5 separate regions of the Mus musculus genome follow, and regions 1, 2, 4 and 5 are each linked to region 3. The links are chromatin contacts, called in public promoter capture Hi-C maps. All regions are on one chromosome and are shown on one strand. Each heading gives the region's core, a stretch centred on a gene start, on an enhancer-like site or on the middle of the called end of the contact. The rest is flanking DNA. Distances are from core to core; before and after follow the strand shown. Region 1 holds the start of Rab17 (RAB17, member RAS oncogene family). Region 2 holds the start of 2810459M11Rik (RIKEN cDNA 2810459M11 gene). Region 3 holds the start of Spp2 (secreted phosphoprotein 2). Region 4 holds the start of Erfe (erythroferrone). Region 5 holds the start of Ube2f (ubiquitin-conjugating enzyme E2F (putative)).

Region 1 (4,751 bases), core at 997-3,496, 2.6 Mb before region 3:
GGCCAGCCAGGCAGGGGCTGCCTTTAGGAGTGAGCAGACAGGTGTCCAAGTGAGCAGACAGACTGGTCTAAGAGAGGATCTTGCAGGAGAAGACTACCCAAGTGACCTTTGGCATGGGGTAACTCGGAACACAGAGAAGGAATGCACCCCCAGCTCTTCTCAAATGTCTGGATTCTGGCTTATCCTGGTCCACCCTGGGAGAGGATCCGGTTGCTTGAAATCATCCGGAACACCAGTATACTCCTAGACACAAGCCCAGTGGTAATGGGGGAACCCGGACTCTAGGTAGCAGAATCCTGGGAAGGGAATTTGGTGCATACACCTCTTCCTGCTCAGGGCTCCAGTCTTCAGGGGAGGTCATGTTACAGGAAAAAGATGAAGATGTATTGTTAAAGTCACTGGAGCCCTTGTCAGCTGACCCTGAGTTGAACAAAAAGAGGATTGTGCTTGTTAGTCCTGTCTCAACCAGACAAACCCTCTAAGAGAGGCTCTAGAGGTCAGAGAGGGCCTCTTCTGACTTTGAGAACGTAGGGTGTCATGTGAGAGGGGCCTATGAAGAGATCTGTTACCCCAAGAACTCTGAGCAGCCAATAGAAATGGGGGAGTCTCAGTGCTTCTATCCCGGGGAACTGAAGGTTCTGCGAACATCGTGTAAGCTCAGAAGAACTGTCCTGATTGCCTTATCTATGTGGGAAGACCTGCCCCCGTCAAGGGCAGCACCCTCTGCACAGCCCATATATAAAGGGCACAGCAGTAGGAAGATTTTTGGCCTTTTGCTCAACTCCCTCTTGCCTCTGAGTTGATTCCTCTCCTTGCAGCTATTCCTCCACTGATGTCAGAACCAGTGTTTCCAGCCTTCTGATGTGGACTAGACACCAACAGTTCTCCAGAAACCAACTAGTTTTGCAACACCCCCCAATTCCCCTGAGACTGCAGAGGTCCCCAGCCTCATGAACTGAGCAAATACTGGGTTGTTTGCCCCTCTAGAGGGAGACAGTTACAGTGGGATTGTATCTCACTGGTGAGGCAGCCAGCCTCACAGACCAAACGGCTTCTAGAGTCTCACTCTTTCAGTGGGATTCAGCGTTTGTTACTGTTTTTATGTAAGTTGACTTAATACATTCGGCACATATAAAGCTCTTTCCATTGCTCCTTGTGCATGTGTTGCAAGGGCAGGTCCAGCCACCCACAAGTCTGTCTTCAGGGTACTGAATCGAGATTAGAGTTTAAATAGAGGGCCAAGGATAAGCACCTCTATTCTGATCAGTCTCAGACAACGTGTGGTCCCGCCCACCACGGATCCGTCATTATAACAACATGAGAACTTCAGTCTCATTGTAAGGTAGTCCGACAAGCTGTTAGAAATGCATGCAATCTCTTCCCAGGCAGTGTACTCCCCAGTACAAGATTGCTAGGAGAATGCCCACTCCTTTGGGCTCGCTGTTTCAACAGTCTGATGTTCAACAGTCGAACTGAGCTACCTGTTACCCTGCAGCTCTGAGACTTGACCTCTCCTTACAGCTCCCGAGCTGTTGTCTGTCTGTCCATGGGGTTAATAACTCTTTATAAACCCCTTTGATAACCCCCCCCCCCCGCAACAACCCATCTCAGTGTCCCCTTGAACTCCGGAGACCTTTGTACCAGTACCATTTCCAGTGTAAACCGAAAAGGCCACGCCCACACATCTCTACCCACTACAAGGAGGATAGAAGCGGTGCTGGGTGCCACACCTTGGATGCCAATCTAGGCACAGGGAATCAGGGTCCTGTTCAGAAACAGAATGAGGTTCTTGGTCTTCAAGGCTGTGGGGGCACCCAGACGTGTGGACAGGGTGTGCGTCCTGGAGGACAGGGTGACAAGAAGAAGGCCAGTGGCCTCTGCAGAGAAACAGGTTCTTCAGGGTGCATTGGAAAGCCTCTTGGGAATCCACGACAGCTGCCCCCTCCCCCACTTAAACGGTGCTGAGTTCCCCATTGGGAACACAAGCTGGTAATCCAGGTGAGTTGTGAGCACAGAGAGAACACGCGATTGCCTGGGACTTGTGGCTGAGCACAGGAGAACTGATTTCCATCTTTCTTCAGCCTAGAGTTTCTCCTTCTGGGGATCCTCCAGCCCTGCCCAGGCAATTACCTGCTCCAAGGCACACCCATCCCAGGCTCTGGCCCCGGCCCTGCCCATCTGGCATGCGGCCTCAAACTGGAGATGTTTACATAAATTAAGAAGTGAGCTCGCTCGCTCCTGTAACAGAAGAGCTGTTCTCTAAGTCTGTGATGCTTTCTGGTACAGGTGAGACCTGGAAAGGGCTGAAATTCAGGGCTGCAGCTCGGTGAGGAGGCAGAGAGCCACCAAGTGTGACTTCTAGCTTACTCTGACCCAGCTGATCACATGATCATGTGGGGACTTTGCACCGGAGTTTACAGGAAGAGTCCTGCCGGCTGGGGCCTTGGTGGGAGCAGGGGGCCTGCTCACTTCATTTGCTCGGCTGCTGGTAGTCAGTGTGCACTGCTCTGCCCACCCCGCCCCTGGCAGGACCCTGACGAGTCATACAGCACCCAGGGGAAGCACAGCCAGGGGAAGAGAGGGGTGCCTGCGGCCCTGTGGGATGGTGGTCTGTAGCACTCTTCTAAAGTGAACAGGTGAGTCCTTTTTAGATTGTGTTGTGCTGCGTGTGTGTGTGTGTGTGTGTGTGTGTGTGTGTGTGTGTGTGTGCTGTGAGCATGTGTGAGTGTGTGTGTATGTGTGTGTGTGTGTATGTGTGTGTGTGCTGTGAGCATGTGTGTGTGTGTGTGTGTCTGCTGTGAGTGTGTGTGCATACAGATGTGTGTCCCTGTGTTCTCAGGACCTGAATCAGAGGCGAATCTGAAACAGTAGACGCCTTGAGTTTGTTCAGCACCTATAGTGTTCTTGTTTGGGTCACATTGAATTTTCCTTGCAGAAAGTTCCAGTTAAGGGTTTTGAACATAAAAGGCGAGTGTGAGTGAGTGGGTGCCTTGTAAGGAAGCCTTTTCAGATGGCTGCAGAGGCTCCAGCAATAGCAGAGAGCTTGGCAGACTCTTCCAAAAACTCTCTTCTGCAGCTTGCTGTCAAATGCCATGTTGTTCTGAAGTTCGGTGTCTGGAATGGACAGCTTGGAGGATCTGGGTGAAGAGGAAGGGGTGCAGCTTCCTGGGGTTTCCTCCTTCCCTGAATGTGTTTTCTTAGGTGGAAGAGAGGCAGGCTTGTGACTGCTGAAGAAGGACCCAGTCAGGATGGGAAGAGACTCCCAATTGCAACCACTGCCTTCAGAAAGATCCAAATTCTAGAAGAGGGGGCAGGTACCACATCTCCAACTTTCCCTCCAAGTCGAGGCTTCTGCCTGGCTGCTATTGGAAACTTGCAACACACAGTCACTCAGAAAGCAACACGAGCACATCTGCCGTGGTCTTATCTATTACAGAGAAAAATAATTAATAGCAGGAAAAAAATTCAGTGATAGGGGAATGAACTATCAAAGCGAGATAATTGTAGAAATCTGACGCAGGCACGTGGACACTGTGTTTGATGCTATGACCATTAGGGCAGAGTGTGAGATTACATCAAAGCTGAGGTATTGTTGTTGTTATTGTTGCTGCTGTTTTGTTGTTATTAGAGATAGGGTCTTACTCTGTAGCCCAGAAAGGCTTGAAACTTGTGGCAGCCCCCTGCTTAAGCATCCCAAGTGCTGGGATTATAGGCTTACAACAACTATTGGTGTTGTTTTGGAGGTGCAAAGGCAGAGTTCCCCTGTACCACCCCTGAGGCATATCCTGCCACCATCAGTGCTGGGCCGAGCTGGTGCCTCCCGGGGTCCTAACAAGCATAAAAACCCATCATGTTTCAGCCCCGAATTTCACGTCTTTGCCTTGGAAAGCTGCTGGGCCTTTGGTGATGATGCCCAGGCCCTCAGACTTCCTGCTCAGCTTTGGCAGATATCTTTGTTTGGGAGCAGGTGGGCTCAGAGAACTTACCCACTCTGTTCTTCTCTGGAGGGCCCTGGCAGCTGCACTCTTGACAGCTTTGTTTGTGCCATGTATGGGTTGGCCCCAGGGTGACCCGTGAAGGTCCTTCAGTGCCTGCCAACAGCCCTGCCTCCCTTTCTGAAAGCACACCAGGCACGTTTCCAACATGCGTCAGGGTGTGACTGGCATGGGAGCCCCAGGGGCAGAAGACACATAGATCCAGTTAGAATCTGTGGAGCCGCTTCCGGGTTCATTCAGGAGATAGTGAGCACCTGCTGTTCCCTCGCTGGCTTCAGTGACTACGGCAAGCTCACCAAAGGCAATCCAGCTTCAGGGTGGTCGTGATGACCCAGTGAGAAAGCTGAGCTGCTGATAACACAGGTATACGTATTTACAGGCCATCAAAAGTCAAGGTTGGTCCAATCAAGGGAGACAGGGAGTGAGGCTCTGCGAGGGTGGGACCTGTACTCTCTGCTGTTGGATGATGGAGGGGCTAGGGTGGCAGAGGTGGCACCAGGCAGGCTACTGCGGAGGAGAGCAGCAATGACTCTGGTGGTAGGGCACAGGGCTAGAGCTTCACTGAGGAAAAGATGTGACCTGTTTGCCGTGGAGTTGATGGATGGCCCTTGGGAGTGTCCCTCCTGGTCCCTAGTCAGGATTCTGAACTCTGGCCATGCCCTTAGGCTCAAAGGGTGGAGTTTCTGGGAGGAGGCTGCACATACCATTCCTGGAGGCTCTCTCTCTCTCTCTCATCAGATATTTCAAAAACACAGA
Region 2 (4,847 bases), core at 543-3,042, 2.4 Mb after region 3:
GAAGCCAATGAATGATTCTCAGAACAGGAATGCACGTGGGGTACTTATCTGCCTAATCTTTCAGGATCCTGGAGGTCGGTCAGCCTCCACCAAAGGAAGGTTGGCGGGAGGGGAGGGAACCGCCAGAGAACTACTGTGGCCTAGCCAGCAGGTGCAAGTGTGACATTTATAATATCAGACAACGTCTCCTGGTGTGAAAGGTCTGACATCTCCCAGTGGCAGGCTAATGCCCCAGAACACCTCACACAGCCAGAACACCTCACACAGCCACTCTTTAGTTCAAAAGCTTACTACAGTCAAAGGTCAAACGGAAGTGAGTTGAGCGGTGGAAAGCTTTCCTAGCGTTTGTCAGGGCTCCACTTAGGACCTTCTTTTTAATCCCAGTACTTTGCAGCAAAACACGCTGCCTTGGGACGTCTGATCCCATGACGGAGCAGTCTCCGACTAAAAGCGCTCACACCATCTCTACACTTTAGAATAGAGCGTGGAAGGAAAACCTGGCGGAAGCAGCCAGCGATCGGTGGCTACCAGGAATAACTGAGGTCGTCACGGTCTCGGTCCCTCACACCCTTCCGGATACGTCCCTGGCACCTATTCTGTGTTTTTGCCAGGAACTTCGATTGCCTTCCTCCCTTCCACACCGAGCCTCCTGTATAGCTCCCCCTCTCCTAAAGCTCTGAGGACAATCCTACCAGGACAAACTTGTCCTAAAGCTACAGTCACCCCGCCCCCCAGACTCAGTTCTTCCCACGCACACCACCCAAATTTTTGCATCTTCTATCCCAGTTTCCAACTCCTACATTGTTGTTGTTTAGAGCAGTTCAACTCTACTTCTTACCCACTTCCCACCAGTTGTACCCTCAGATACCCCACCCCCGATCTCATGTGCAGTCAGGATCTGGCCAGACAGACTCAATTCCATGTCCAGAGCATGTCCACCTTAGGCTGAGAAGCCTTGTGCTGGGGACCTCCCAGCACCGGGCCTCAGTTTACCTCAACAGAGTTGGGTGGCCTAAACGGGTTCAACCGGTCTAAAGGGACGCCTTCCCCAGTGCCCAGCCTGACCCCACACGCAGCCTCACCTGGTCGTCCCGGCCCCGCAGCTTGCAGGGCTCTGCAGGCCGCCTCCTGGACCGCCAGGCTGGAGGCGGGACAGCCGGGACGAAAGGCTGCTGCTTGCACCGGGCCCCCGACCTGGCGGCCGAACACCGTGCGCAGCAGCGTCTCGAGCAGCTGCAGTTCGGGCGCCCTCGCGTCATCCGCACCCGTGTCGGCCACCAGCACTCCGACCAGCGCGGCGCCCTCACACCTCCGGTCGCGCACGTCCCGCAGCATCTCCCGCAGGCGGCGCCGCGACTCCCGGGAGGTCAGCGATCCGACGCGGCACAGCACGAAAACGAGCGGCGAGCGAATGGCTCGCTCCGCCTTCGCCCCCGGAGCCCCGTGCGACTCGGTGGCCGCCGCGGTGCCCGCGCTCTCGGCCTCTGCGCAGCCCGGCTTGCCCGGCGCGGACTCCGGCGGGAACACGGCACCGGCGAAGTCCCTCAGCAGCGCGCGGCTCTGCTCGCGCTCCCACAGCTCGCCCACCAGCAGCACCTGCCCGCGGCCACCCGCCGCCTCCACCAACGCCTGGAAGGGTGGCTCCGCCGGGCTCGCGGGCCGCGGGGCCAGCGCCTCCAGCTCGCTCTCCATGCTGGCCGCCGCCTCCTGCGCCGAGCTGGGAGCTCCGCCGCTGCCTCGGCCGACACGCCCCCGAGGGCCGAGCCGCCCAGACCCCCTGCGCACTCCTGTCCCGCCGCACTGAATTTATCATTCACTCATTCGTTCATTTAGATACCCAGTAACACACTCAGTAGTTTAGGACTACTAAGCATTTAGGACATCTAGAAAGTACAGGCTCTTGTGGGGGACTGAGGATGAGTGGACATTATTAACCTGACTAATGTACCCTCTTAGGGTAAGATGGTTTTGTTTGTTTATGCGTTTTATTTGTTTTATGTGTATGGATATTTTGCTTAAATGCATCTGCACTAGTACCAGCGTCTGATCTCCTGGATCTGGAGTTGTGAATGTTTATAATCAACTACATGGGTACTGGGAACCCAATCCAGGTCCTCTGCAAAAGCAGTCAGTGCTCTTAATCGGTAAACCATCTCTCAGATTTTTTTTTTCTTTCTTTCTCCTGAGACACGATCTCACCATCCTAGCCTAGAATCTGGAGACCCTTTAGCTTCAGTTTAGGATTACAGTCTGTACCACCATTTCTAACTTCTGGAGCTATTTCGGAGTAGTCCTACAGGGTTTGGCGTCAGGGCCTGCTTTTCCAGTGGTGTAAGCTTTGGAGCCCAGTTGGAGCAGAAGAGTGAGTGAGAACGGGAGAGAGATGGGAAGCATAACATCCTAGCTTCAACTCTGTCGCTGTGATAAAAATACCTTAACACCAAACAGTTTAGGGAAGAGAAGAAAGGGCTTATTTTAGCTCACAGTTCCTGGTTGTAGCCATCACTGCAGGGAAGTCACAGAGGCAGGAGCTTCCAGACAGCTGGCCACAACACACCCACACCCATGAGTGAAGAGATAGGAATATTTTTGTACAATCACACCAATGAAGGGTGTCACACCCTTCAGGCTGGGTCTTCCCTCATCAGTTAAGGTGATCAAGATAATCCTGGCCATTCCCAGACCTGCTCACGGGGCAAGCTGACCTAGACTGTCCCCTTTTGAGACTCTCTCCCCAGGTGATTCTGGGTTGTGTTTCCTTGATAATTAGAATTAACCATCACCCAGGGGACCTCCTCTACCACTTCTCTTCAGCCTCCAATACTTCCTCCAAATGGATCAAGATCATCCTTTCCACAAACACTTGTTGCATTTGGGTACCACCTGATGTCATGTGAGGCTGTTGTTCCCCATGGGCCAGAATCTAGAACAAGTCTAGAGCAACCCGTCCCTTGTGACCCCTTCAGAAAAGCCAGTTACATTATGATGCACAATACTAGCAGAGTGATAGCTATGGAGTAGCAATGAGACTAACTTTTTGGTTGGGAGTCACCACAACTTGAGGCCCTGTATTAAAGGCTTGCAGAGTTAGGAAGGTTGAGAGCCACTGATCTAGAAGTGGACATGGGATGCTGGCGTGCTCTGGTGTTGGTCTATAGGTGTAAGGTGTGTACATGTATATGCATCTATGACTATTTGTCTAAAATCCAGGTCAGAAGCAGGAACATACGTCCTACCAGTTTTGTCCAAAAGAACATTCTGCGAACTGTTTTCCTGCCCTGTTCAAATGCAGTTGCCCTAAGGCACATGTGGCTATTACTGCACACTGGAGTTGATACAAATGCTTTTTACATGCTATTTAACATGAAGTTAAATTCAAATAGCCTCTGGGGCTTGTATCTTCTCTTTATTTCTCCATCCATCCACTACATAATAATTGGCCCAAAGGGTGTTGTTGTCAAGACATTTTACTGCCCAGCCCTGGCCTCACCATAAAGCCCCAATCCCCTCTTTTAAAATACCTTGTTCCCAACTCCTTATAATTATGCTCCAGCATCCTGGAGAGTTTTGCACATTCATAAAATGAATCTTTCTTGGGTCCCTACTGTATGCATGAAGCAGTCAAAGGTGGTCAAGAAGCTCCCTTCCCTAAGTCTCTTTGTCTAGTTGTCTACCAGTACTTGGAGGAAGGCACCATATGGTTTGTCTGGTTCTCAGTAATGGGGCTTTTGTCTTTGCAGACTGATTCTTGAATTCCCTGGAAGAGTGCTGGGATGCTGAAAGCAGAGGTTGGGACCTGGGTGGGAAAAGTCTTCTGTTTAGAGATGGATGACGGATGGAGTTGCACCACCAGGCCAGTGATGTAGTCACTTTATCTGTGCAGACTGGGCATCTCCAGCTTCCAATGAGCCCAGTGCTTGGGAGCAGTGGGTAAGCTCACCTCCATAGAGATGACAACTAGTGAGGGTTGTGCGGGGACAGAGACAATAAACAAGTAAACACATAACAGACAGCTTCAGATGGTGGTCTGTGTTGAGGGAAAAATAATGTTTAGCTAAGATGAATTTGCAGCCCTGGGTGTTCTGTGTGCACAGCTCTGACCATACCCAAGAAGCAAGGGGCAAGGAAATGTGAACCATGAAACATTAATGTAAAAACAATGGAAGCCCCCACATATCCTCTACCCAGGACAATAAAAGGGGTTAGGTTAAGCGAATACCTCACACTTGTCCACCCCACCCCATTCCAATCCCTACCTCTATACCTGGAGACAGAACAGAGCTGTACCATCCAGGGAAGGGATTAGAAACACATGACAATGACACTTTGTATCCTCTACTCCCACTGCACACTGCTCAACTGAAGAACAGTGGCCAGGGAGAAGGCTCAGGATTGACTGACATGAACTTCTCTAGATATGGGAGGGTGGCACATGGGGTGTGGCCAGGACCACATAATGCCATAGTAGCTGAGCCTCTGTTCCTTAGGCTCCTCAAAGTGATACAAGGTGATATGGGCTTTAGTCTCTTCTAGGTGCAACAGTTGCTGGCCTAGGCAGGTAAGTAAGTAAGTTTATACTTAACTGGAAACAAGAATTAGCTCTCTAAAAAGTCTAAAATATAGAGTAGACCTATAAGGCATAAAAATTAAATTTCATCCTACATACACATATGAGAGTATAGTTGTTATTTTGTCTTGTAGGTAAGTGGAGATATAGAGAAGATCTCTTTTCCTAGATGTTCAGGGACTCAGTTTTTAGAACAATGACTATTCTCGCATCATACCACCAAAACGGCAGCTGAAGCTCCAGTCAGTCATCAGATCTCCCTCTGAAGAATTTGATTGTA
Region 3 (4,619 bases), core at 1,515-4,014:
AATGGCAGCCAGCACGAGGACATGGGAGAGAAAGGAGGGAGTAGCTGAGTTAGGGAGGGAGTAGCTGAGTTATAAAAGATTCAGTGGAACCTTCCAGAAGAGGAAAAATGTAAACAGAGACTCAGAGGATGAGGGCTTATTGTCTGAGGAAAAAGCAGAGCCCAGTGTTCCAGGACAAAGTCTGGCCCCTGTTGTCAGAGAAGTGTGAGGAGAGAGAGAGCCATTTACTGCAATGTGGGAGAGATGGGGGAATGTCAGACAAATCATGGTCTTGTCGGTTGTGGGAAGCCATTACCGAATGAAGCACCAACCCACACTTCTTTGCACCCACAGTAATTTCTGTTGCCTACAGCCATTGACCAGACCTTAAACATTCTCTCTCAGACTCAGTTTTTAATTCTTCCCATGATCAGGCTAGAGGGCTAGAGTTCCAGAATCTTATATTCTGCTTCTCTTCAGATTACAAACACCATCTTTATGCTAATCATCTCTCCTCTCATTTGACCGCAAGTGGCCAAAAAGAAGCCCACCACACTTTACTGCCTTGCTGTTCCTTCTGTCAGTATCTTTGTTCCCTGGTGGGGCTGTAAGGGGTTGCAGAGACAAAAGGCCATCCCAACTAGTGAGGGGGTCTGTCTCACACAGAGGAGAAACAGAATAGCGGGATGTAGCGTAAAGGCCATCTCTGTTCCGTAACTTTGCAGTTGTTTCCTGTGACATTGTGGAATGCAGAGCTCAAGGAAAGACCATGGGGACTCAAATGATGGGGAAGAGCAAAAGTGGCTCAGGAACAGGCAGGCATGGGGTGGGCAACACAGAGACAGCTAAGTGCCACACTAAGCATCTGCTAGGATCACATCTGTGAGTGGCTAATCTTTAGGTGCCCGGGATCAGGCCCATATGACTATACCAAGATGGCCACATGTCAGATTATGTTGTGTCGGCCGTGGCTCACTGGTTACCTGTCCACAGTGTCCCAGGTTACTTCTCTCTGAATCTGTCCTTGTGCTCCTATTCAATGAACTGTTTCGTTCTGTAGTGAGCAATGGCTAAATTAAAAATGATGTAAACTATAGATCTGCAAGTTTGGCAAGGAGCTATGGGTTCTACAACATTCTAAGAAGATTGCATTCGGTGCCAACGGAATGTGGCCTAGGTGCTGGCATGAGCAGGGTGGGAGGGAGAGGCAGCGTCATTCTGATGAGGCTTTCTTCTAGAAGCAGCTTGACCTTTGGCTAGCAGCTGCCTACACCTGCCTCTAAGTGCCTCCCCACCAGCGTGCTCAGTGTGAACCCTGACAGTCAGGTGCTGGGTGGGGCTGGCAGCTCACTCTAGCTCAGTCTACACCTTCACAACCCAGTTATCCAGCTAGAAAAGGCAACCAAAGCAATGAAATTTGCTTTGCATTTGGGAGAAAGAAAACTTGGAACCAGTGTCTGCAAAAGGGGACCAAAGGGACATGTTTTACATGCAGTTGAGCTGGGAGAATGAAGTGTGTATGCTGTTGAGGAGCAGAGGAGCAGCTGAGTGTGAGAGGAGCAGCTGAGTATGAGAGGAGTAGCTGAGTGTAAGTAAGAGGTGGTAGCCTAGAATAGGGTGGAAAAGGGAGCAGCCAGTAGGAGCGGCCATGTGGCCTCTGTGTGGAGGTAGTGGCTGCTGACCACAAGGCTCTACTCATGTCTCCATGAGCTTGTCAGTCCTATTTCTTCTTCATGTCTGTCCCTACCTCCCTGTTAGCCCAGTTAAGCCTATAAGAAGACAGAGAGACTCCTCAGGGAGCAGGAAGGAGAAAGGCCTCTCTATGATCCTGTTCTGCTTCCCCCTCACTTTGGCCACAGTGAGTCACAGCAAGCCCGAGATAATGTCTCTTTCCCAAGTTCTCTAGGTGATCGGGAAACAGCACTATCAAGTCCACCAGAGTGGGTGGGTTTCATGGACTCAGAAGCCAGCGTTTCTTTCCTATAAACACTGGTAGCCCAATGCTGAGTGGGGAGAGAGTCTCTTTCTCATTAGGCAGCACCTCCCAATCAAACAGCATCACAAGGACTTCTGGGATCTTCACCCCAAACCAGGACACACACAGAGAAAAGCCGAGGTCAGAGGGAAAACACAGAGGGAAGAATCAGATGTCCCAGGAAGCTTTGACAGCCTCGGGACAACAACAACAACAAAATGTAATTAAATCTCTTCTCAGTCCAAAAAGTCAGCATGGAAGAGGACAGACTGTGATCATTGTAAACAGAAGAATAATCTACTCAACAAAGTAGGTGAAGTCAAGACGGGGGCGGGGGTGGTAAAAAAATGGCTCAGGGAGGTATCTCCATTCACTTACTCTCTTCAAGGAGCTCCGGGTCGCCCGAAACAGGTAAGGACTCAGGGACTGCGAGTTCACCTTTGCCACTGAGGCACTGAGAGCTTCCTGCAGAGAGGAAGGGTCGTAGTCGTACACCGGGAAACCTAGACAGCAAACACACAGGCCACAGTGAGAGAGAGATGAGGCACCGAGAGGGCTGTGATCACCTAGGGCAGGTGGCCAGCGGTGGCATGTGTCCTTTACCTGTGGCACACCAGTAGTGCATGCCCAGCACCAACAAAGCCAGCGTCTTCAGCATTGCCTGCTCCATACTGAGAGGATGGCGACCCAGAGTCAGGGAGACGGCCTCTCTCCAGGCTTCTGGATGACAGCTCTTTCAGAGGGTGGCTGTCTTATTCTTGTCACCTGTGACCTAGCTGCCCTGGCTGGCTGGAGCAATCTGGAACCTCAGTAGAGATGATTGATTCCGGTGTCAATATTTACTGCTGACTTTTCCTGTGGAAAAATTCCAGACTGAGGCCACTTTTGAAGTTTGGACCTCTCCGAGGGACTTTATCCCACAGCAGGAGACATTCAGAGAGGCTTGGGTCTCCCTGTATAATGTTTATCTTCTCTCTTTGCATTTTGTTCTTTGGGGGAGGGGACATAATTGTGGACTCAACAAAACGGTGACTTTAAAGCTTGTGCATCTAGTCCTTTCCCAGGTCCTCAAAATCCTTCACCCTCCACCTCTCAATGCCAGAGTCCTCCCTTCCTAGAGACTGCACTCACGCGGAGTGATTTTCCTGTTGGCTTAGCTCTGCCTGCCACCTCCACTACAGAGGCCATGGTTCAGAAACCACAATGGCCGTGTTTGTGATAGGGAGAGTAATGAAGCATGCAGCGGATGAGTGAGTGTATGAGTGCACCAGGTCTCACTCAACTGTCTTTCAGGTCTTTCATTTGAAGCTGGCGCTAACTTCTGGTGTATAACAAGTACCCAGAGCGTAATACCACAAGACAATGACCACTGGAATTTGTAATTCCGTTACTTTTAACCTGGTTTGAACTCAATTCCATTAGAGTCTTCCAGATTGAACTAATGTCACCATCTGGCTCCAAACGCTCTGGACTCATTAAATGAACTGCAGTAATAAAAGCAATTGCAGATGAGCGGAGGAGATGAAGGGAACAACAGCATCCTGTTGCCAGCACTGAGCTATTGATTTTGCTTGACGTTTGCTGGGGTGAGGGAGGGGGGGACCACTGCATTTCTCAGATTCTCTTGGCTATAATTAAGTGTTAGCACCAGGCGTGCAGGGTGGGCTCTGATGGAAGCTAGAAAGCAATGACTTTTAAAATGCCCCTGCAGAATTCCATCATGTCTTGTAAACCCAGAAGATTAAATATAAGCCATCCAGTCACGCTCATGCTATGGTGATTTCTTGTTCTTCCTCCGGTTTGCAGAAATGTGTGCCTCCATCATCCCAGTGATTTTCTGCTATTCCAGCCCCCAAATACTCGGTCAAAGTATTCAAAATTGGGTGGCAGTAAGTGAAGCATTGTATAGCCCTGCACACAGTCCCTGGAAATTTATATAAAGTACATCACAGACCATTTAACAGGAGTACCTGGGAACACACTGAGCAAGAACCGATGGGCTATGGCTGCATCGTAAATGAAGATGCATTACTTTCCAAGGTCATTTCCTCTTTCTCATCCTCCCCATCATATTATTTGCACTGGGGTGGGATCACTAAATTTAGAACAAATGTAAAAATGGAATCTTCAACTGATCCCTAAACCACGAACTTCACAGCTGCCTTCTGATTTCTTATAGCATCACGATTGCTAAACTGAGCTCCGTCACTAAGAGTCTGCTTTCTGTCCTCATCTCAGTATTTCTGGGTTCTGGAAACGTCAGTGGTGCCATCAGAATAGGCATCATGCAAAGACCCCAGATAGCTTCAGCACCACCTAGGACTTTCACTGAAAATGTGTACCTTCCAGACCCACCCAGAAGGACCCAACAGAGACTCCAGAGAGAGGACCAGTTGCCTTTATTTGACAAACCCTTCTCCCACCTCTCTTTCTCTCTCCCCCTTCCTCTTCCTCTCCCCCTCTCCTCCTCCTCTCCCTCTCTCTCCATGTGATTCAGATCCACACCCATGCCTGAGAAATGAGAATACATACAGAACAGAGATTCTCAGCCAGGGAACTTTGCCCCTGTGAGTGTTATGGCTTGAATATGAAATGCGGCTCCCCACCCCACCACTCCGTCCCACTGCCATAGACCCTTGGTGATGCTATTTGTTTTGGGAGGCAG
Region 4 (4,804 bases), core at 968-3,467, 3.0 Mb before region 3:
CTCTGGCCATGAAGGGAAATCTGGGGAGGACCTGGCATCCTGAGGGCTCCTAACTCCTGACTTGCTGGACGCCAGCTTCATACTTGATCCTTGTTTCTTTCCATGGCTTCTGCTGTTGGAAAGGGTACTAGGGGCTCGGGGAGGTGGTGGGCCCAAGCTGCTCACCTTCAGCCTCCTGGCTTTGCTCCTCCTCTTACTGTTGATCCCCTTGTCACTCTGCTTGACGAACAGCATCCAAGCATCCCGGGGATCCACACTGTGTGCATGCGCAATGGTGGGTTCCTGGAACACAGATGGCCACAGTAGGTTTGCTTGGTAGCATCTTGCCCTTGTCACTTGTGTTTTCAGAGGTAGTGTCCGACCCATCCCCAGCCCATGGAGGAGGGAGCCCAGGCTGCAGGAAGGTAGGAGTGGGGCTCCAAAGCAGGTGCTCTGGGATGTATCTTCTTGCTTTTCCTTGAGTGTCACCGTCCTTTGACAGTCACTGGAACCCACAGTTGCTTAGGAGGTGACTATGAATATATGAATACTGGGTGACAACAGGTCATTTTGTCCCTCCCCACAGTCAGAAGTGTCAGGGAGACCAGCCTCAGGGCCACTGTGGTCACAGGGCATGGGGAGCAGTGGGGCAGAGGAGCCGGATGTCATGACTCTAGCTAGGCCTTTACTTTTCTCAGCTTTCTAAAACACTGGCCCAAGGATTCAAGCTCTGAGAGTGGCCTTGTTTCCTGGCAGAGGCCTTTGGCAAATAGGACAGTTAATAGGCCTCTAATGGTCTGGGTTCCATGTAGGGCTACCAGCTAGGAAAGGAATGAACCATTCAAGAGGCCTTAGAAGAAGTCAAGGGCACAGACTCCAGTGTCTGACAGAAAGACCCAGGATCTCAAAACTACCCAAACCGGGGTCTTGTGGGTCACAGGCCAGGCTGCTGTGTCAGGATGATGGAGGCTTCTATGCTTCTTGCTGTCTGATGCCCTCAGTGGACACTCACAGTGCAGTGCTTCCATTATAGGTCAGAACAGGTGTACTGACCCTTCCAGGGGACCGGTGGCCTGTGTACAGACTCGCACCACTGTCAACTTGAGGGCAGCACCGAAAATACATGGAGCCATGTTGGTCAGGGGCCCCAGGAGTTGGAGTGGGAGCTGGGTTCCAGCTATCAGGGAACTGGTGACACCTTGCCCCTCCCAAAGAGGGTTCAAGGCCAACATTCCACTGGGAAGGTCCAGCCTACTCCCCACTTCCTGGTGACTATGTCTGGACCTCATGAAAGTTTTGAAGGCTGATGGCTGGGGGTCAGGGGGAGGCTTCAGACAACAAGGACATGTTTACTCCCACCAAAGGAGGCAGAAATGGGATGGTGGAAGGACCCAGGGATGCCTTGCAGAGGGAGGTATTGTAACCATCTCCAGCTGTCTTAGTGGATGTTTTGTTGGCCCCTGGGGTGCTGAGAACTGAAGAGCGCGCTGGCCTGGGGTTTCCTTGTGCCTGGCCCACAGCATGAGCGATCAACTAGACCCTGAAATTCTTCCCTGAACTCTCACCAACAGGACTGACCAGCTCCAATGAAGGCTACCAATCCACCCTCCCCAGGCCTCTAGCCACACCCTCCCCAGCCTGCGTCTCCACCCCAGCAGTTCAGGTGGAGATCTTGGGAGGGATCGCAGGCAGAGCCTGGTTACATCACTCCTTTCCCAGACGCAGTCACCTAACAAAAAGGAACTAGATCTGGGAGCCCCGCTCTCTCACCAGTCTTCCAGTTTCACGAGGAGCAAGTTAACTGCATTTCACACCTTTCCCAATCTCTCCTACTGGCCTAGTGGAGTTCTGCCGCCAAAGCCACGGTACAGAGGACGCATCCACCCAACCCTGGGTCTCACAGAGCCCCTGAGAGCGACGTATCCCCAGTGTTGGACACTGCGCAGCAAGGGGTGCCACCTTCCCCACCGTCTTAGGGCCCCCCGGGACAGGAAGATGTGGGGCGCGGCTGCGTCTTACCGGCGGGCTGTTGGCTGGCGGGGCGGGCAGCTCGGCCCCGGGCGGCTGCGGGCGTGCATGAGTCCCCACGGGCTCCGCGGACTCAGGGACACCGAGGCCCATGGCGGCGAGTAGGCTGGCGCAGGCGAGCAGCGTGCGAGCTCCGACGGGGCGGCGGGTCGAGGCCATGCTGGCGGCGGCGGCGGCAGTAAAGAGCACGGCTGGTCAGGTCGGCGCCTTATAACGCGCTTGAATCCCCCGCCTCGCGCGCGCCGCCCTCGCTGCCGTCGCCCCCTCGCGGCTAGGGCACGCTCTGCAGGCACAGGGGACCCTGAGGAGGCGGGCGCCCGATCCGGTCCGTGCACGCCTCCACTTTGCTGCCTGTAGCCCAGGGTTAGCTTCTCTTCTCCTAGCCCTGCACCCGAGGCTTTCTAAGACACCCCCCCCTTTCTCTAAGGACACCCACTGCACCATTCTGCACGTCTTCTTAGGACCTCCCCCCGCCCCGGGTCTCTTCTTTTCTCATGGTTCCAGGCCTTAATGACAAGTTGAGTACCTGAGAATATGGCAGCCCTTATGGCTCCTCCTTTTCAAGCTGGGGAACCTGGAGCACTTTTAAGGTTTCCCTGCTCTTCCCCACCCCGGATGTATCTGCACAGCTGGCACCTCTCAGGCTCCAGCTACGGAGTCTGCTACTAGCAGCTACAGAGAACTGACCCAGTCTGGCTGAAAGGTCGGATCCCTCTGATGTCCTAAGCCAGGCAGATGGAGCTCAGACTGCTGCCCACTGCCCACCACGGAGCATTCAACCAGGACAGATGTGGCAAATCCTAAAGGATGAACTGCGAGGAGGCCTTTTCTGGGTGGTTCTCCTCCAGAGAGGCAGGCCTAGCTGCCTTGAGCTGCTGTCATTACATTGGCTGTAGATAAAGCAGCACACCTGGGTTTCTTTGTTTCTTTTTTTGTTTTGTTTTGTTTTGTTTTGTTTTTTGTTTTTTCCTTTGTTTGCTTGCTTGCTTGATTTGTTTTAATCTTAAATTGTGTGCGTCCAGGTGCCCTTAAAGGCTAGAAGAGGGAGTCCAAAGAAGGGACTTGATTTGGGAAGCATGACCCTAAGATATCAAGTGACCCTGCTCTGTTCACAGTGAGGGCCCCAGCTGGAGCGCTGACAACCAGATCTGTTGCCATGTGAAAGTAGTTATTTTCCCAAACAACGGACTGTCCTAGTGATGTCATGGGTTCTTCCAGAGGGCCCAGATCCAAATAGTTCTGGTACTGGCATGGCTTCCTGGACCCTAGCTCAAGGTAATGACGCGGTCCAGTTCAGGCGCATAGCCCCAGAGCTCTAGCCATTCAGGAAAGGTTCCCGCATGTTTGCAGGGTCCTGTTTGAAAGCAAGGTCCTCAGGAGGACAGGAGTGCATGGCAAAGCTCACAGGGCGCTAAGCATAGGGTCCACAGCCTCAAAGGAGTGGCATCTCTGATTCAGAAGTGGGACCCTTGAGTGTGGTGGTGCCTGGGTCTGAGTGAACATTCTGAGTGAGTCGGGCCCGGCAGGAGAGCAGCGAGTGACCTCCCTGTGCCTTCTTGCATGGCAGAAATCTAATCCTCATTCCTGGGACCTCATGTCATGGCCTTGACCCAGCTTCCCGGCAGTTCAATGAGCCAAGCTTTCTCCGTGTCCCTCTTTCTTCAAAGGAAGGCTGTAGGCTGATGAGGTCATGGGCATGAAATCTTCCCTTTACTCAAAGACAGTGGGAGCCTGCCTGAGGCTGACTGGCTGTGCGGCCTCAAGAGTACCTGCAGCTAGCAGTGGTGTCGTTAGCTATGTATGCCTTGAACGTGGATGGACCATCAGTACTCGGATCACGTGACTGTCCCTAACATACAAAGGAGGAAAATGAGGGATAGACCTTGGGAGAATCAAGGAGTCCCCAAACCAAGGCATATCCAGGCCCAGGTACCATGTCTTGCAGTCAGCAGCTCTGTAGGCCTTGAGTGCTCCTATGGGCTCTGAGTGCTCCTAGGGTGTGGTGGTCTAAGTAACAATGGCTGCCATAGGCCCATATATTAGAATGCTTAGTCATCGGGAATAGAACTGTTTGAAAGGATTAGAAGGATTAGGAGGTGCTGCCTTGTAGGGTGGACTTGAGGTTTCAAAGCCCATGCTGGGCCCAGTCTTTCTGGCCTGCAGCTCAGGATGTAGCTCAGATAAGCCCCAGCACCTCTTAAACCAGAAGCAATCCCCCAATTAAGTGCCTTTTTCTGTAAGAATTGCCTTGGTTGTGGCTGGAGAGATGGCTCAGCAGTTATGAGGACTGGCTGTTCTCTCCTGAGTTCCATTCTCAGCAACCACATGGTGGCTCACAACCATCTGTAAGGGGATCTGATGCCTTCTTCTGGTGTGTTTGAAGACAGCTACAGTATACTCATATACATTAAATAAGTAAGTAAATCATTAAAAAATATTGATTTGGTCCTGGTGTCTCTTCACAGCATTAGAACACTGAGACATGGGGGCTCAAGTACTCTCAGACTCTAAGTGCTCCTGAAGGCTCTGGGTGCTCCCGTAGGATCTGAGTGCTCTCCTGAGGGGTCGGAGGGATCTGAGGGATCTAAGTGCTCCCTCAGGCTCTGAGTGCTCCTGGAGGGTCTGGGGGCTCTCCTGAGGGATCTGGATGCTCCTGTAGGCTTTATGTGCTGTGGAGCACTCTATATTCTAACTAGAAGTCCTCACTAGCTTCAGATGTCCGAGTCCTTGTTTTCCTAGGGATTCTGGGATATGATTCTTGGGGTGCCTTGTGGCCATCCCCTGCATGACAGGAGGA
Region 5 (4,847 bases), core at 131-2,630, 2.8 Mb before region 3:
ACGTCCCACCTCTGGAAAACCCCACTTTGACCCAAACTTCCCTTTGCTCGAAAATCACACTGTGACTAAGGCAGTATTTTGGGAACCGATCAGCTATTCTGAACAGCATGCTCAGTTTCCAACTCCACAAGTTGTATTTGGCCCAGTTAGTTCCTCCTCTGGGTGGGACCAACTTTTAGGGCATCCAAAGAGGACTGCAACTTGTTATTTACCAGTCTCATCAAGTCATGTTTATTCAGCATTCCTATGTGCTGTGCTGAAATCAGGCTGGTGTGACCTATGCAGGGCCAGTTGGCTCACAGTGAGGCTAACTCCTCACTGACAGCTCCAATCTAAGCCATTTAAGAGAACTAGGGGCCACTAGGGCCGTTTAACCTTCCAAGCTGAAAGAAACAGATCGGGACTTAAACCGTACAGCATGAGTGTCCAAGGGTATCTAACCTGCCAGGCTTACTGACTGACCACTTCTGGAGCTCATCTTTGATTTTGGGTACTGAATATCAAGTTAATTTTGTCCAGGTACTCCTGTTAATTCTGTTCCTGAAGCTCCCCACAATCACTATCCTTAATTTCCTATGACTCTGCCTACTGCCCAGCTCCCCACATTCGGCCCAAACAGCTAGGAAGCCTCGGCACCAGGCCCAGCCACCTCACTGTTTTTCAACACCACCCTGCTCATTTCTGGAACCTTCGGTTCAATCTGATAACCAGGTCTTGGGATGCCCTCTTTCCCTTCACCGCCAAGCCCGACTAGGTTCTTAAGGAGAGCAGATTTTTACCCACAGGCCAAGAGCCCCTCCGGGAAGCCTTCCCCAGCAACTCCAACCCACCGGCAGCGCCGAGGAGTGGGTCCAATGCCCACCGGAGACGGAGGAAACTGAGCCGGCCGAGGAGAAGGCCACACCCCGGGTGACACGCCGCGGAACCGGGTCAGGGACCGAACCGGGCCAGGCGGGCCGGCCGCCCCTCCTCCCCGCCGTCGCCGTGGCGGGCCGCGTCCACCTCCCGCTTCCCTTCAGGGGCAGCGGCCTCCCCGCCGCGGCCTCGGCCTCGGCCTCCCGGACGGCCCGAGCTCCGCACCGTGACCTTGCGGGCGGCGGCACGGGGTCCGCCTCGGCCCGGCCCTCTAGAGCCGCCGGGGCTCGCTGCCCGCCCAGCGCTTCCCGTCAGCCGCCGACCTCGCGGTCCGGCCTGGCGCTCGGCGACAGGAGCCTCGGCCTCAGTCCAGCCCGCGCGACCAGCTTACCTGAGCACCGCGAGTCAGGCGAGGCGAGCCGGCACCCAAAACCATGCCCGGCGGAGCAGCGGCACTGAGTCGCGCTGGCCTTCACAGCCGCACCGGCTCCCGGCGGCGAGACCGGAAGTGGCGGGGCGGGGACTGCGCCGTGACCGCAGTGGGCACTTTAAAAAAAAAATTCAAAGCTACAAAAGAACTTTATTGGCAGCTCCACTCGTGGACAGTCACAGGACATACACAGGTCAACTAGTCGGCCCTCGTTCATTGGTGAAGAGCACGGCCTGAGGGTGGGCCATGTGTCAAGACCTTTGCTGATTGGTCACCGAAGCGCAAGCATCCCCGACCGCCTAGCGGCCTTCCGGTTTGTTTCCATTCATTTAGCGGCTTGCTTCCCTAGGAATATCGTACTAGTGCAGTGCCTGCTGGTGGAGCTAAGTTCCTGTGCCCGGCACCATTCCTGAACGCAAAGAATCCGACCGGTTTGCAGCTGCGTTAAGGCCATGGGATAGTTAGAGGTGGCTGCTGGGTGTGAGGACACTCTTCCTGCTCCTTATTTTTTTAATTTCTCATATTCCTATATGCACTTTTAAAAATCTACTTCAGGCCGGGAGTTCCGGCGCATACCTCAGTCCCGGCGCTCAGAGACAAGAGGAAGGCCTGGTCTACATAGTGAATTCCAGGACAGCCAGAGATATGTAGAGAGACCCTACCTCCTGAGGCCTTGGGGTTCCATGTGCAGCATCCTACTTGCAGCTCGTGTGGTATGCATTCTCAGTCCCTGTGGGACTGGAGATAGCCTACTTTGGGAGAGAATTCGGCAAGACTCCTAGAGAGGTAGGGCCTTGGAAAGAGGATATTTTCTGTGGAAAAGAACAAGGAGCGTCAGGTTTCCAGTGATTTTCTTAGCAATTCTGGGGAATGAATCTCAGGAGGTCTCACATGCAAAGCACTACCTTTGAGCTACCCGCCCCCTCCCCCCGCCTCCCCCCCCCCCCCGTCTCCCCCCTCCCCCCACACCCTAGACCCTAAGATTTCTTTTGAAATGAGGCACTTGGGTTCAGGGAGTAAAGCGTTTGTCAGCATGAGGACCTGTTTCCAAACTCGGGAAGATGTGAGGCAGAGGAGTCCTCAGATTAGGACCAAGTACCCTGACTTCCATTGAGGGGAAGAGATCCCCCGCAGAGCTGGGTTGCACATAGGAGTTGGAGGCCAGCCTAGATAACATAGAGTTCCAAACAAGCCAAGGTTACTCAATGAGATCCTGTAAACACAAACAAACAAAAAAGTGGAAGAAAGTTATCCTTTGACCACCCCATGTGGCACATGGCTACACACGCTCAAGCTTCCATCAGATACACACTCCTGCACAGATAGAAAGGGTAAAAGGCAGCCAGGCCTAGTGGTACACGGCTTTAATTCTAGCATTTGGGGAAGCAGAGGCAGACCTGCCAGACTGGTCTACATAGTGAATTCCTGGGCAACCTGAGCTACATAGTGAGATCCTGTCTCAATAAACAAACAAATAAGGCTTTTGATCTAAGGGAGGTTGCAAACACAGAAGAGATGGTACTGGTATTAATCAGCGTCCTCTAGAGTCACAGAGCTTATGGAATGTCTCTCTATATTAAGGGATTTTCATTGTGATCCAGATCAGAAACTTGTGTCTTCCAGCCTTAACATCTGGATCACGGGTGTGTCCTCCAATTTTGATTGTAGTTCATTCCAGATATAGTCAAGTTGATAACCAGGAATAGCCATTATAGTACTCAAGTGAACTCTTTATGACAAGCTGCCTCATTCTTTCAGGAAAACACCTTTGCTCAGCTAACGCTTGTCTTGTTTTCCTAAGCTTAAACAGCACTTTCTTACGGCTCCTCACCCCGGCACCCCCTCTTGCTCTCCCCGCTCTTCTTTGGACCCATGGCAGGTGTTCAGAACCAGTGTTATTGGGCAAGTACTGCATGAGTTTGTGCAAAGTTCTGGTGAGAAAAGATAAGGGCTTGAAGAGGCAGATACAGCTGGAACAGCTGAACCAATACGCCTGACTCTCAACATTGCAAAGAGATGAGTCACTTCTAGGTCCATTTCATAAGGGAGCCTCATGTGTTCACCTAAGACTTACCAAGAGCCTACTGGTTTATATAGTCCTCACAACAGCCCTAGTTAACAGTTTTCTGTTAGCTCCAGCTTTCAGGAAGCACAGAAGTATTTTGCCCAGCATGACTGAACTTGAATGTGAATCCAGCCCATCTGTCTCTGGCATTCAGTCCCAGAGACAGGCTACTAATGAACAGCAAGGAAAGAGACAAATGACTCTTAGAGACAGATTGAATGGATCTCTGTGGGTTCAAGGGCAGTCTGGTCTACAGAGTGAGTTCCAGGACATCAAGGGGGGTACACAGAGAAACCCTGTCTCAAAACAAAACAAGCAAAGAAACAAACAAAACAAATAAGAAACCAAAAAAGCAAGCAAACAAACAAAAAAACCCAAAGCAACAATGTCAACAACCCCATCAGCAGCAGCATAACAGCCATGCCACCTTTCACAGTTTAGCTCTCTCACTCTCTCACACAGTTTAGTGAAGGACTTCTGTTTCTTAGGGGTGGGGAGTGACTAGCAGACTGCTTTAAAAGCATGCTTGTCAAGCTGGGCGTGGTGGCATATGCCTTTAATCCCACTTGGGATTAAAGCACTTGGGAGGCAGAGGCAGGTGGATTTCTGAGTTCAAGGCCAGCCTGGTCTACAAAGTGAGTTCCAGGACAGCCAGGGCTATACAGAGAAACCCTGTCTCGAAAAACCAAAAAAAAAAAAAAAAAAAAAAAAAAAAAAAAGCATGCTCGTCATATACTCTGGATCCTTGGGATATGTTGGTTTACTGGAGAAATGGGCTTTGCAAATTTGAATAAATTGAGGCCCCTGAATTGGGTTTGTCTTGAATTTTTCAAGTGAGTCTACTGTAACTTCAAAGGTCCTCATGTGACAGAGGCTGTCAGTCAGGGCAGCAGGGGGAGATGTGAAGATGTAAGCATAGTTGTTGCGGTAATTCTCCAGCCCAAATAACACCCGGCAATGAAAACATGACTCAATTAATATGAATACATGCTGTGTGCCTAGATTGAGCAGATCTAGCGCTACACTACCATCTTCCACACCTACGAGACCCCTTAGAACTTGCGGTTTCTCCAGGCTTCCGCTTCACTTTTCTTCTTCTTCTTCTTCTTCCTCCTCCTCCTCTTCATCCTTTCCCTCTCTCCCAACCTTCTGCTCCACCTTCCCTTTATCTGCCCAATCGTCAGCTCTCCCTTATTTTACAAATTAAGGGAGGAAGCAGGTTTACATGAAATCACTTGGTTACTGATCCTTGTTCACAACCCCTCCCAGGAGAACAGAATTAACATCAAATATAATCAGCCCCAGGGCTATCTGCAACACAGAGTTGAGCAATTTAAGGGGCATAAGAAGGACACATGCTCCACTAGGTTCATAGCAGCCTTATTTATAATAGCCAGAAGCTAGAAAGAACCCAGATGCCCCTCAACAGAGGAATAGATACAGAAAATAAAATAAAATTAAATTAAAAAAAGAAAAAAATATATACATTTACTTCTC

Evidence for each region. Promoter capture Hi-C pulls out the DNA fragments that hold promoters and counts their contacts.
Region 1: a contact with region 3 is called in a promoter capture Hi-C map of liver, with 6 times the contacts expected there. The contact joins the promoter of Rab17 here to the promoter of Spp2 in region 3. A contact is called at or near these places in 3 of 39 promoter capture datasets (hippocampal neurons and liver) and 1 of 9 other capture datasets (liver).
Region 2: a promoter capture Hi-C map of liver shows a contact between it and region 3, with 4 times the contacts expected there. The contact joins the promoter of 2810459M11Rik here to the promoter of Spp2 in region 3. A contact is called at or near these places in 2 of 39 promoter capture datasets (liver and pre-B cells).
Region 4: a contact with region 3 is called in a promoter capture Hi-C map of liver, with 6 times the contacts expected there. The contact joins the promoter of Erfe here to the promoter of Spp2 in region 3. A contact is called at or near these places in 3 of 39 promoter capture datasets (hippocampal neurons and liver).
Region 5: a contact with region 3 is called in a promoter capture Hi-C map of liver, with 7 times the contacts expected there. The contact joins the promoter of Ube2f here to the promoter of Spp2 in region 3. A contact is called at or near these places in 2 of 39 promoter capture datasets (both in liver).

Annotation. Positions count from the first base shown.
Region 1 is chr1:90,967,115-90,971,865 of GRCm38.p6, reverse strand. It overlaps Rab17 (RAB17, member RAS oncogene family), which reads left to right and starts at 2,246. Exons shown (of 6, transcript NM_008998.4): 1 at 2,246-2,636.
Region 2 is chr1:86,042,808-86,047,654 of GRCm38.p6, reverse strand. It overlaps 2810459M11Rik (RIKEN cDNA 2810459M11 gene), which reads right to left and starts at 1,792. Exons shown (of 3, transcript NM_001144993.1): 1 at 1,083-1,792. The coding sequence starts at 1,692.
Region 3 is chr1:88,405,155-88,409,773 of GRCm38.p6, reverse strand. It overlaps Spp2 (secreted phosphoprotein 2), which reads right to left and starts at 2,764. Exons shown (of 8, transcript NM_029269.3): 1 at 2,558-2,764; 2 at 2,333-2,457. The coding sequence starts at 2,624.
Region 4 is chr1:91,363,843-91,368,646 of GRCm38.p6, reverse strand. Erfe (erythroferrone) reads right to left here and starts at 2,217. Exons shown (of 8, transcript NM_173395.2): 1 at 1,999-2,217; 2 at 166-282. The coding sequence starts at 2,166.
Region 5 is chr1:91,246,837-91,251,683 of GRCm38.p6, reverse strand. Ube2f (ubiquitin-conjugating enzyme E2F (putative)) reads right to left here and starts at 1,380. Exons shown (of 10, transcript NM_026454.4): 1 at 1,247-1,380.